Regions from separate parts of the Gossypium hirsutum genome. Here region 1 is linked to region 2. Evidence: chromatin contacts called from public Hi-C data. All regions are on one chromosome and are shown on one strand. The core of a region is the stretch at or near the end of the contact, and the rest is flanking DNA. Distances in the headings are between cores, read along the strand shown.

Region 1 (6,820 bases), core at 3,746-6,245, 210 kb after region 2:
TTATTATAAAAATAAAATAATTCAATTGGACTTGCAAAACTACTCAATTGAAGCATTAGGATACTTTCTTTTTTAGCCAAACATGAGTAGTTTACGAGTACATGTGTCTCATTTTACAACCTACACTCAAAGTAGACTACTAAAAAAAATACCTCTGATTTTATTGCTTTAAGCATAGCATTTTTACATCCCAGCTCATGTTTAAGGGCTTTTAACTGAAAAAGGAAAAAAAAGAAATCATTGGTCAACTCCTAAAAATATACAACATAACAAAAAGGACTGAGAAAGATCAAGTTCAAGAAACTTTGAGGTCTAGAAAATATACCCTATCTTTCCCTGAATTAAGTTCCTGCAAAACCAAAGTAAGACATCAAATTCATTAGAGAGTCATAATATATAAAAAAAAGCCTCCTTGATTTACTAAACCGAGAACAGACAATTAGAAGAAATACTAACATACCAATAACAGCTGGTTGTTTGCTTGGGCAAGTTGCAAGTTTTGCTGCTGAAACTTCTCCAAATTGATTCTCAGTTTCTGTAACTCGATTCCACTCAATTCAATGACTTTACTGTTGGCCAAAATTTAGAAAATCCAATAAGGAAAAAAAGTCATGCCAGACACAATTATCATCAAGCAATGGTTAGAGAGGAAATGGAAGAAACCAAATAAAACTGATCAAAGAGGATACTTTCGTTCTGCAAGAACTTTCATCAGCATCATATTTTCCTGGAAGAAATATTCAGATAAAAGCTCTCAGGAAGCTAAAGGAACAAATAAAGAATCCAAGTGAGAAAACCCATGGAAAGAAAAGTGAGTTACTTGCAGTTTGAAAGTATACCTGTTGGAGCTTGTTGATGTAATCTTTACTCCAGAGTGAATCAGGTTGCAGCAGCAGCTTTGCATCTTGGGTCAACACTTTATGCTGATGCTGCAAGTTGGTTATGTCACTGAGCCCCTTCCTTGGTGCATTACAGATAAAGGATCCGTTTTCCATAGACTTCCCTTTCAGTTCATTACCTAAAATTCAAACATAATAGACAATTAAAAAACCCAATCTTGTGTTACTCAAACTTTTCATTTTTATTGAGGTATCCATTTCCAAACATAGATGTTGATAACCTTCCAGGTGTCCTCCAAAAAACTTAGAAAAATCGAACTTTATCATGTCACTAATACCCATATCCAACATTCACACACAGACTGTAAGTAAGACCAAATGCTTCATTTGCAAATGAAAAACAAAAAAATCCTAATATCTAAACCAACTCAGAGAATATCAAACTAAACAGGTGTACTACTAGCAAGTTAAATTTCACCTTTCCAGCATTTCTCAAACATCTAAATAAACTAATTAAGATATTCAAATCTCACAACCAATTTTCCTAGACCTAATGCTAAAATGAAATTCACAGAAAACAAAATTCTTAACCTCTAAACCAACTCAAAGAAATCAAAGTTAACAGCAGCATTAATAGTAAATTGCATTTCACTTTTCCATCATTTCTCAAGCAGCCAAATAAACTGATTAAAGAGATCCTAATCTCACTACCAATTTATAAAACCGAAAGGTAAAATGTAATTTTCTTTTTAATCAGTAATCAGTTTTATTATATGCAGATAAATTACATTCTAGAATTAGGGTTCCTTCCTCGATCTTATTCACGAAAACATACGATTCCCCATCCAAATCTTCCAATATTTAAATTAGAAAACTTGAAAGAAAGAATCGATGAAATCAGCAATCGGGGGAGAAAGCAATAATGCTTGAAAAAAAAGGTTCAATAAATTTATTTTTACTTTTAAAAATAATCCAACAAAATTGAGGGGAAAATTCAAGAAATCGAGTTACCTGAAACGACGCTGGTTTCTGCGTCGAGAAAACGTAAACAAATTCCGTACTTCCTCTTTCGATTATGGGAGGGAAAGTTGGAAATCAAATATAAAGGATAAAATTGTAAATTAAAATTTGAATTGGACATTTGTAAAAAGAAACCTGTTTTTTTGGTAAAGTACAGAAATGGTCGCTTAAGTATTGCTCGTGTTTTATTCTGGTCACTGAACTTCTAATTTTTTTTAATTTAGTCACTAAATTATTCGAAATTAAATTTTTAATCGAGTTTGCAATTTGACGGAAGTGTTGACATGACTTTTTGTCTAATAACAAATTTAGCCCTCTAACGTTTATACATTCTATCAATTTAATCCTAAATAGAAAAAATTCAACTAATTTAGCCCTCAATGTTTACAAAATTTAAATTTTAGTTCAAATTCTAAAAAGTTCAATAAATTTGGCCCTAAAAATTTACAAAATGACCAATTTTAATTTTTATAATTTTTGTAAAGTTAAAAAACTCCAATACCAAATCTCTATTTCTCCAACCTTCATCAGTAATAACATGTCGCTTCTCTAAAAACTTAACAACCAATACCCTAATCCCTGATCTATTCTTTGCTTCTTCTTTAGGCTTTTCTCCTCTATCCCAACTCATTCGACCTGACAAGCCCACATTAACTGACTACCACAGACAAGTTCACAAAGTCGACCGAAATGGATATATGATGACAATAGGCTGCCTCCTCAATAAGCATGTGAAAGATGGCTGCTTCAACACCATCAAAACCTTTAGCTTCATCACTAATACAAAATCCTTTCTCTTGATCTTCGACCCTTTGATCCAAACCTTATATTGTTTAGACAAAGGACTCATGCGCAAACACAAGTTCGATTTGCTCATCGCACGTCTTTGCAAGGTCAAAAGGATCGAGGAGTCGTTGCATGTAGTTCAAACTATGATGGGAAACAGTAGGTTGAACCCTGCCACCTTTCATTTAATTATGAACATGTTAACGAAGAAGAGGATGAAGGAGGCGAGGTTGGTGGCGGATCTGATGAGAGTTATTGGATGTGACAACATGTAAAATTTTTTAATTGATGACATACTATTAGGAGTGTAAGTTGATATAGGTGAGCACAATGGAGAAATAAAGGTTACAAAAATTTTAAAAATAAAAAACTGTCATTTTGTAAAGGATGAGGACTAAATTTGTTGAATTTTTTTTATATTTAAGATTAAATTAATAGAATATGTAAACATTAGAAGCTAAATTTAGCATTAGACCTGTCGAAACCATTTTTTTTTTGAAAATGGGAATCGACCTTGTTTAAAAATGAAAATTAAAACGGGAGTCGCCACCGATCTTTATTAGGTGTGATCGGATCACCTTTGTTTTAATAAAACATTTTAGTTTATTAAAACGGGGTTTTTTTGTCTACGAATCTCGAGAGAATGGGTTCGGGAGTCGGTTACGTGCGAGGAAGGATTAGCACCCTCGTCACGCCCAAAGATTGGTACCGAATTGATTAGTTAGTGTCTTAATGTCGAAAGTTGAAAATCAAGAATAGATTTAAAATACGATCCCTTTTTATTAGCATCGATTTTAAAATTTTTGGATTAGCTCAAAACAATTGTTAAACATTTCCTTGTTTCGAGATATCGGAGTATCACATCCCGTAAGTTAGGACACAATACCATGAACTTCCCGAGCGCAAGGTTGTCTTTAATTTTAATTGGAATTCTGTGTATTTTAAAACTCAAAAGGGTATTTGGCTATTTAGAATCAATCGAGAAAACCGAAACCCCGTAAGTTAGGGCACAATTCCTCGACGCTCCAAAATGCAAAACATTGCCTTATTTTGAAATTTTTGTTTTTGAATAGTAGCGAATACGATATTTAAATAACGTGCATTATTCGTTTAGGTTAAAACGATTTATTAGATAAATGTAGCGAGGCTTAATTCATGAGGCGATGATATGAAATAAGAGTATAGTGCGACATGGAACGATGATACATGAATAAAGATATTACACAAGCGAATGACAATAATATGAAAGTACAAATAAACGAATCATAGTACATGCAATGGCAATAATCTCACGATACGCATCATTTATATACTAACATTAATAATCAAAGACCAATGAATTAAATAATATATAACGATTTAAAAGGTTATAAAGCAAATTAAAATAAACAAAGTGTAAAATAAATTTTAAAATGATAACAAATGAATTTAAAATAAATAATGTGAAAAAGAAATTTAATATCAACAATGTTCAAAATAATTTAAAAATAGAGTACATGTAAAAGAAATTTTAAAATAGTTAATATACAAGACATCAAAGAAATGACTAGTATATATATAATAAAAAAATAGATATAACAATTTGAAATTGATAATATATAAAAAAATTTAAAGTAAATAATAAAACAATTTAAAATGAATAATACATGAAGCGAGTTTAAAATAAATAATGTAAAAGAATTTTAAAATCTATATTATACAAAGCAAATTTTTTTTAAAAAAGGAATTCACATGAGTAATTTTAAAATAGATAATATATATATATATACATACGAAAGTATGAAACAATGTATATAAAAAAATTAAAGTAAATTATAATAACAAAACATTTTTAAATAAATAAATAGGTTTCGAAATAAGGTATGAAAACAATTTTAAAATAAACAATATATATAGGTCAATTTAAAAAATATATATATATACATAGAGATAAAAAAACTTGAAATAAGAGGGAGCTTAAAGAAAATAATAATAATAATAATAATAATAATAGAAATATACAAAACCATCATTTTTTTTAATAATATGTATAAAAACAATTGGAAATAAACTATATAAATGATATGTGAAAAGTATCAAAAACGTATAATATAACAAAATAGCTTAGTACACTCAATGTATATAAAAAAACAATTTAAAATGGATAATAATACAATTTTAAATAATCAATATTAAAACAAGTTAAAATAAAGCATGTACATAAATAATCTAATAACAAACCGCATGCAGAATATTTGAAACAGCACATAATAAGACATTTTAAAACAGATAAATAACAAAAGAAATAAAGGGATTTAGGACGTGATTGAAAATGGACCAAAATTCAGGGTAGCGATTGCAAATAAAAAAAGAAGGCCACTGGGGACTAAATCAAAACACGCTTAGATTCGAGAGGACCAAATGAGGGAGTGTTCCAAGTCTAATGCGCTGCGTTTCACTTGTCCAGGCCAGGGATCAAATCAGAAATGAAAGAAAATAATAGGGCAAGATTTTAAAAAATAAAAATGCAAAGCGGGACTAAATCAAATGGCGTAGGAAAGAAGGAGGGATCATAACCGCAAATAGCCATTTCGGCCTCAAAAACACGCGGGTCTCTCTTCCAATCGGGTCGGGCCGCGGGTTCCCCCTAAAAGGCATCGTTTTAAGGCCTGGGGGGGTTAATGAAACTATGCCGTTTCATCAATATTATTTAAACCAAAAAACCTTTTTTTTTTTCATTTTTCAGACTTCATTTAAAAAAAACAGAGAGCTTCTTGCTTTCTCTCCCTCCCATTTTCCTCTTAGCCTCCCCCATGGCCGACCATGGGCTCATCGGGGGCGTCTCCTCGCCCATGCCTCGAACGGCAGTCGGTGTTGAGTGAAACGGGCCCTTTTGGTCCTCTTCCGAACTGGTTCGAAGGCGGAGCCTTCATAGCCCATCGCGACGGAAGAGAAAAGGGAAAACCCCCTTTTTGGTTCGTTGTTCCCTTCCACGGCCATTGGCTGAACCCCCAGGGGTTCAACGACCTTCAAATCGGCGAGGGAACGCCGGAGCACCCCCAAACAGTGAATCGGAGGTACGTCTTTACAATTGTTATCTTTGTATTATTATTTCATATGTAAAAAGAAATGAAAAGAAAAAAAAACAAAACAAAGTAAAATACAAAGATTAGAAACTGAAACGCAAGCAATAAAATCACCTTCGAAGAATTTCTATTTCTTTTTGATTAATCTTGTTTTGTAAGTGTCTGTAACCGATTACAAAGAAAAGATCTTGGCTTTTAAAGCCAATCTACCAACTGTTGGTTTTATGATTTTTGTTCTTTTGCTCTTTATTTCTTTGTCAATCGCGTGCATTTTTGCTGTTGTATCTTGATTCTGTTGCAGGTGTCATACGACGCGTGGAAAAGGCGATGGTCAGGGCGTGGTGGCCGAAGGGAGGCCAAGAGTTCGGCAGCAGCATGCCTGGAGGGCTAGGGCTGCTGCTGTTTTCTCTTCTTTGCAAAGGGCTAGGGTTTAGTTTGTTTGGGCTGATTTGGGCTAAAATTTGGGTAGTGGGCTTGGTTTTAATTTTGGATCTGAAATGGGTTTTAAAATGTTGGGCCACACATATTGTAAATGGACTAAAAAAATGGACTTTTTAATTATTTGGTGGGTTTATTTTGGTTTTATTGGTTTGGGCCAAAATTGGCTATTACAAGACCAATAAAAAAAACTCCACATTAGCACTTTCGTCAAATTTTAAATGGTTGTTAATGTTTTGTAAAAAACCAAAAAAATTGTTTTCGAATAGTTTAGTGACTAAATCGGAAAATTTAAAAAGCTAGTGTTTGTTTTTTTATTTTTGGTTTAAAAAATGACTAAAAAACATGTGTTCACAAAGCTTGTTTCAGATCCAAATATGAGCTTCTCTATTCCTTTTCATTGTATAAGAACATCTTTGGGTTCTTTTACACATTTTGAACTTTTCTTTTTCTACCTAAAACTGACCAATCTTCTTCAATGAAACAATAATTCACCAGTTTATCATAAATAATGAAATACAATAAATGGAAGTTATTTATTTATTTAAATGAAGTGGAAAATCAAAATTTTAGAAATAATTTCAGGTTAGATTTTTTTACAATTTTAACGGGAGTGATTAAAATAATCAAACTATGTAATATAGGTGTTTAAATTGTAAAAAAAAAATCAGG
Region 2 (7,090 bases), core at 1,927-4,426:
GGCCCCGTCTTGCCGGTTAGTAGGCTAGCCATCGGCAGAAAACTGGAAGAGTTTATATCACCTTGTGGCAAGCTAAAAGAAAGAACAATGTTGAGATTCCCATTTTTGCCATATGACCAGTCCAACCGGTTGCCAGAAGAAGTTGTGTCTGTTATTCTTATCATGCCAGCCATAACATGAACAGAACTGGAAGCATGTGACGCCGAATTTAGCTTGATCGCAGCGTCTTTTGGAGGGAACTCTGAGGCAAATGCAGGAGGAGCAGGGAGGCTACCCAACATGTGACTAGCCCGTTTCATAAATGGATACTTGGTACCTATATCATAAAGAATGCACCAAAAGTGAGCTCAAACAAATACAGATACGTCGAAATATAACTTCAATAAAATGGCATTAAGAACTAGGCAATTCCATTTTCCAAATATCTTACCAAGATCAAATTCTGTAGCCTCCAGCTCTTGCTTTGAAGAGGATGCATCACTATTGCCATGTTCTTCAACATGTTCACCAGCATTAAGATCTTGTTCAGTTCCTTCATTTGTATGCTGTTATCAAGAAATGAACTAATTAGAAAAAAGCAAAAATTCTCTGCATGTATTACAGAAACGAATGACGAAAGAAAAGAACTATGCACCGTTTCAGTAAGAGGTTCTTGGCCAGAAACAGGAATCTCACTTCCCACAATTTCATCATAATCAAAGGCCAAAGACTGATCATCAGCATCATCGAATGAAAGATACTCATTGATGTCAAAAAGTTCAGATTCTGGGTAAATCGGGTTTGAAAAATCATTAGCTTCCAAGAAAAGTTCATCATTGGTTGGAAGATAACTAGTAACATCCAGGTATGGGTCTCCAAGCACGTAGTTCGCAGAAGTGATGTTTTCAATTGGTTCGAGCACATATTCATCCTTAACTGGTTTTCCATTTGTAGCTATCAGATCTTGCTCAGGTGAATCAGCGACTACAAGCTCATGATGTGGCTTTGAATCACCTTCAGTGGCATGCATGCGAATAGGCTTCTGATAATCTTCTTTGAACTCCATTGAATGTTCACCACAGTTGCTTGATTCGCCATAATAGAAACTGGAAGGGAGGAATGCATTCTCATGCATACTGTTTGGTGGCTTTTGATCGTCTTCACTGAACTCCCTTGAATGTTCCACATGGTTGCTTGATTCCCCACAATAGCCGTTCAACGGAAGGATATTGTTTTCAGATGGATTGCCAATGTCAAGATTCTGTCAAGAAGCAACAATTTTCAGAACTCTAATCATTCATCTAGCAATAAAACCAACTCATCCGTAGCAAGAGTCTCCGATCAAGGACAAATGCAATTTATAACTGTATGAAAGATGTCTGAAAGATTTCATAAGCATGCCAAGCCTTAAGAGTGGATCTGGTTGGAGGGATTTACCCCCAGCAGTGATATGACTCCAAGAGCAAACATCATTAAATGTCAAATTGGTCACAAAGAAAGCCTAGACAAAGTTAGGCTTCAAGACACCCAACCCAATCAAAACAGAAAAACACAACTCACACCAGCACAAACTAAGCAGTACTTTTCTTAAAAATCAGACTTTTCTCATTCACCAAAAGATGAACAATATTTGAGAATATAAAATAAAGGCATTAAACAAGTCATTATTATTTTCTATTAAATTGCAAGTCATCACGCCAAAAAGTCACTCAAACTTCAATACATAACATAAAACACAGAAAAAGTCAAGCTTCCAAGCACAAAACAAGCCAAAAACATTACACACCTGATCAATATCATTCACTTCAACAAAAGCATCTTCGTTGGCAGCCTCTTCATAGGCAGATGCATCTTGTTGACCAGGCACAAAAACTGCCTCATCATCCTCCCATTCTTCTTCAATAAAAGGTGCCCCATACTGCTCCCCATTCTTTGGCCCAGACCCGCTCTTCTGAAACACCCTACACAATACAAAAGCATCCTTCCAGCCCCAATAACCCAACATTAATCCCCGAACAAATATCAAAGCTCAAAACAAAAAAATACTAGAACATATATTACAATCTTTACCTGTTGAATTCCACCTTTCTCCAATGTCTCATCAGTAAGACGGTACTCGTGCATTACCCAGTTAGTCCTTTCGCCACGTGGGGCACGACCTTTATGGTAAACAAGAGTTTTCTTCATGCCAACCACTCTTTCCCTAAAGCGAATTGCACGGTCCTTTCCAGTTGTCTTCCAGTAGCCTCTCTCAGTTGCCCTATTGGTCCTCGACCCATTTCCATATTTCTTGTCCAGTGCACTGAAAAAGTACCACTCCAAGTCCCTGCTCTTCAGCTTTGACTTATCTATTAAGAAGAAAATCTTGATTTACAACTTTAAAAAAAAAAACTCACCCTAAATTCTAGTTATACATAGAAGATAAATTTAAACTAGATATAGTCGGAAAGTTTTTTTAAAAAACCCAATTTCAAGAATTGAAGAAAAAACCCTAAAAAGGCTTTAAAGCGTTTATCTTCAAAAGCTTTAAAGCAAATATGTAAAATTTAACCTAAATTAGTAAGTTCAATTTATAATTAACCAAGTACCGATATCCCAATTTATAAAACTTAAAATCAAAAGAGCTAAAACAAGCATCTTCAACAATCAAACCTGAAGACCAAAATTAATAGAAAACCCAATTTCAAAACTTAAAATTTAGGTCAAGGCTTGAAAAAAAAAAACCAAAATTCAAGAATGAAACAAAAAATTTGACCAAGCCAAACAAAAGAAAATCAAACCGAAAGGGGAAAAAAAAAGAAAATACCAGGGAGATCCCAAGGCTCGGATCTATAAATATCGATAACAGAAATGGCATCAAAGGAAGGCCTGTTCAAGATTTTCCGTTTTAGATAGTAACGAACGAGTTCTTCATCGGTGGGGTGGAACCGGAAGCCGGGAGCTAACGAGGTTGCTGAGTCACGACCCATCGAGTCACCAACAGTGAATGGAACAAACAAAAATCCAGGATTTTTGAAGAATTGGGTTTTTCTTTTGTTTTTTTGAAAGGGAACTTTTTTGGTGTTAGAAGGAAGCTGTTTTTTTCTCTTGTTTTTTTTTAATTGAAGTGAGACGAAGGCTTTACTTAGCCGTGTTAGTTTGTAGAAAGCTCAGATCTTTCAAGAAAAGGAGTAGGGAAGTATGATAAAATCACCAAATGTTTTAATTAAATATTCACTGACAGTGCAACACGTGGACTTTAAAGGGATGATAAACGTAATCCCATCCGTCAGTTGTTTTGAGACGTTTAAAAAAAAAAATCTAAAATGACAATACCATACATTGTGTTTTTTTTTTCTTTTGAGAGGATTAAAAACTTATGAAATGACAAAATAATAATAATTCATATTTTGATTAAGCCTGTTAATATGATGTGCCTTTAAATATAATATATAATAAATAATTAAAAGTTAAAGTTTAAAATTAATTAATAATAACCTATGCAACATTTATGGTATTAAATGGAAAAAAGTAAAATATATTGGTGTTAGAAGTCAATAACATTACTAGTATTAGATTATATCACACTCATGTAGGTGAATGAAAATATTTTATATTAAAAAAATATTTATAAAATTATTTTAAGAAATTATTATTGTTAAATTTGTAAGAGATTTTTATATAATTTTATTGATTTGTGTTCGATTCACAATAATTTTTTTAATTATTTTATTTTAAGATTATATTAGAGTATGAAAAGATAAAAAATTATTATAATAATATTAATTATCCTTCAAAATAAGAGTATTTTAATATAGATATATAATTGATGAAAATGTACATAATAAAATGAAAATATATAAAAAATAAAAATAAAAATAAAAGTTTAGTTGAGTGATAAATTTATTGTTTTATTAATTTAGTTATTATGAGTTTAAATTTTATTATATACATTTTTTTATTATTTTTAAAATTAAAAAATAAATTATACACAAATGAAATAATTTATTTAAAATATGAAAAATATTTTTGTTATTTTTTTAAATTTAATTAATTTTCTATTAATTTTAACACCAAATTAATATTATAATAAGAATTATTAAGTGAAAATGTAGGGTTTGAAGTTAGGTGCATGAACGTGAGTTCCAAGGAGTGTGCAGATGGGCACATAACTCTTCAAACCTCACTAAAACATTCCGTTATTTGTTTCCTTATGAGGTATTGGAATGATAAAGTTACTCGAGTGGGATACAAATGAGTGTCACCGACTCAAAACCACGTGGAACGGCTCCTGAATGTAACTGGCTAACGGCTGAAGCTTCTAGATTTTATTTTATTACCTACGTAACATCCATTACTGGTAAGGATCGTAATTAGTAAACTTATTCAAAACTCAGAATGTCTGATTAATTTGGTAATGTATTAGGAGTTAAATTATAATTTGTTTATTTAAATTATGAGTAAATTAATTTTTTATTAGTTAAAGAGTTAATTAGTTCATATTAATAATTAATTTAAGCAACAAAATAATAATATAATTACATATGATATATCATGTGTTTCCTATTTTAATATATGTAGATTAATTTTTAGGAGTAAAAATTGATAAAAAATTTAAAAGAAAAATAAATTTATTTTTTAATTTAATACACAGGTAAATTTATCTATTTTTTCAATAAATAAAACAAAATGTAATTTAACTTTTAATACAAGAATCTTTATAATACTTTTACAATTTAAGGTTCAAAATGGGAATTAACTCTTGAAAAACATTTTAAAAAATTATCAAATAATGTTCTAAAAATATAAAAACAAAAACAATTGAATCAAACCCACTCAAATATAATCTCAAAATGCTTATTTAATCTTTGATTTGGATAATCAAAATATAAACGAAAAAAGAAAAACTGTACGTTGCTGTAAAAGAAAAAGGTACTTTGGAAAATTTAAAAGAAAAAAGAAATAACTTAGATAGTAATCAAATCCCAAAATATTTACAGCGTGTTTGGTTCGCCGTATTACCCAATCCATTACGCCCCGATTACGCGCGTATTACATTACGCCCCTAATCCGGCGTTTGGTTCGCTGTATTAGCCATTACGCGCGTATTACATTACGCCCCTAATCCCCAAATTCCCGTGTTTTACAATCCGTTCCCAAATCGTTGTATTAGCCATTACGCCCGGCCTCCCTCCCCATCTCTCTGTTTTACCCTCCCTCCCTACCCGACCCTCTCCTCTTCCGTCCTAATCATTTTCTCCTCCCATTTCCCACTGATTCCGTTGATTAATCTGTCGTCATCGTTTCTTCTCGTCTCGGCATCAAATTTCCCTTCCCCATTTCCTCCCAACACTATCTGCTCCGCACACCAAAACCCTCTCTTTTTCTCTTCAATATATTCACAAAATTGGAAATTCTAGCAGCAGCAGCAGCAGCCAAAACAGTAACCAGCAGCAGCCCCTCTTTCTTCTCTTTCTTTCGATTTCACACTTCTCATAAATGGAACATTTCAATCAGAAAATGGAAAAGAGAAATCAGTTGCATGAGAAGGAAAATTACTAAGGTTGTTGGTTTGCATATTTAACTGGGTTAATCTTAGAAATCTTGAGGGAGAAAACTTGTGACATAATGCAGACTATTAGTTAGAACAGGAACTATGTTTGGTGATACCCTCTGAGAGTAGTAATTTTTGGTAATAGAGAGGATGGTTAAGCAGTACAACTTTCGATTATGACTACAGGAGGGTCTGACTAGGACATTCATTAAACATTGGCTTAGGACTAATAACTATTTGTGTGCAAGAAGGTAGAAATATTTGTTAGTAAGACTTCTTAAAAATTGGATGTAGGGTTAATAGTATTAAGAAAACTGTATTAGTTGTATGTTTGGTGCCGCCCTGGTCTGTGAATGGTGATTTGCTCTTTAGGTGGGGATTTTGATGATTACCTGATTTTGGTTTATGCCTGTTTTTGCAAGCAGCATTTTGGCATCTATGTTGAAGCTAGTAGCCAAAAGAATGGAGGCTTTATGCTTGGTAGCAGTTTTGAGTAGTATTGAAAATTTTAGAAGGGGACAAAGATAAACACATACACACACATCGTGTAGGTGCAAACCTAAGAAGAAGAATGAAGTTCCTCTAGCAAGTATCTTAGCCAAATAAGTCCACAGAAGAATGAGCCATAGCTGTGTAGCCTTATTTGGTACTTGGTCTTGCAACAAGGGCCTTCTTCTTAATCTTCCATGATAAAGATAGTTGTAGAGATATCTATCAATATCTTGAGGGTGGCAGTGAGTGTTATAAATTGATGACTATTTAGGTTGATCTGATGTATTTGAGAAGTATGTCGTAAATAAAAGTAATATGCTATGTTTACAACTGATGGGAAATTTTGAAGTTCAGTGATGTAATGAGGTCGGAAATTTCCATGTCAAGATAACCATGTAGCATTTCCAACTTTTTCTATAACGTATCAGCAACTAGGGCTGTTATTCTTTTATTTTAGTCATAACCTTGGTGTTTGTTATGGTCATTGTAATGTCATTGCAAAGGCCGATGCATAATTTGGCTCCTTTTAGAGTTTCTGATTGTACCGGATGCACATCTGCCTTTGGAACCTCGAGTCAAAATAAAATGTTATGATCTTTTCTTGCCCTAGATTATTGAAACCTGTCCGGATAACGTGATTAACACCTACTTTTTAGATGCTTTAAGCTTGAACATGCTTTATTGTTCTTTCATAAAACCGCAAATTTGTTGCTCATGTCTCAGCAATAGATATGAAAAAATTTGGGACTTGTTTATGTGTAATTTCTTTTTCCTTTGAAAACTGTAAGTATAACTCTTAAAATTGCTTCTGTACCTCTATGTTTGAATCATTGAAATTGCATTTGCTAATTTTTGAACTCATTGATATTCTCTTCAGTGGCTCTCTAAAAACATTGGTAAGAAGGTGGATAAGTCAGTTCTCTCTAATGGATCTGCAATGACAGGTACACCGTTTCTTGTTCCAGGTTACTATTAATACTCATTGGGCTAATTTTTGTTTTCATTTGTGCAGATAAGAGTACATCAGCACCATCAGGTGTTCCGACTGCTTCTCTTAAAGTCCTTCGTCCAGATACATCTCAGATG

The links. Hi-C and Micro-C count contacts between places; a contact is called where the count stands out from the background.
Region 1: a Hi-C map of leaf shows a contact between it and region 2, with 1.6 times the contacts expected there. The contact joins the promoter of LOC107957416 here to the promoter of LOC107957444 in region 2. A contact is called at or near these places in 2 of 34 Hi-C or Micro-C datasets (both in leaf).

The regions. Positions count from the first base shown.
Region 1 is chrA05:37,603,562-37,610,381 of Gossypium_hirsutum_v2.1, forward strand. LOC107957416 reads left to right here and starts at 4,996. Exons shown (of 2, transcript XM_016892934.2): 1 at 4,996-5,701; 2 at 6,012-6,363. The coding sequence starts at 5,448. The coding sequence ends at 6,144. LOC107957417 (SHUGOSHIN 2) reads right to left here and starts at 1,978. Exons shown (of 10, transcript XM_016892935.2): 1 at 1,851-1,978; 2 at 840-1,018; 3 at 690-727; 4 at 461-569; 5 at 326-349; 6 at 153-215. The coding sequence starts at 995.
Region 2 is chrA05:37,398,569-37,405,658 of Gossypium_hirsutum_v2.1, forward strand. LOC107957444 (NAC domain-containing protein 53) reads right to left here and starts at 3,177. Exons shown (of 6, transcript XM_041112340.1): 1 at 2,786-3,177; 2 at 2,050-2,327; 3 at 1,766-1,960; 4 at 635-1,240; 5 at 431-545; 6 at 1-316. The coding sequence starts at 2,948. It overlaps LOC107957424 (a long non-coding RNA gene), which reads left to right and starts at 6,631. Exons shown (of 3, transcript XR_005926606.1): 1 at 6,631-6,948; 2 at 7,017-7,090.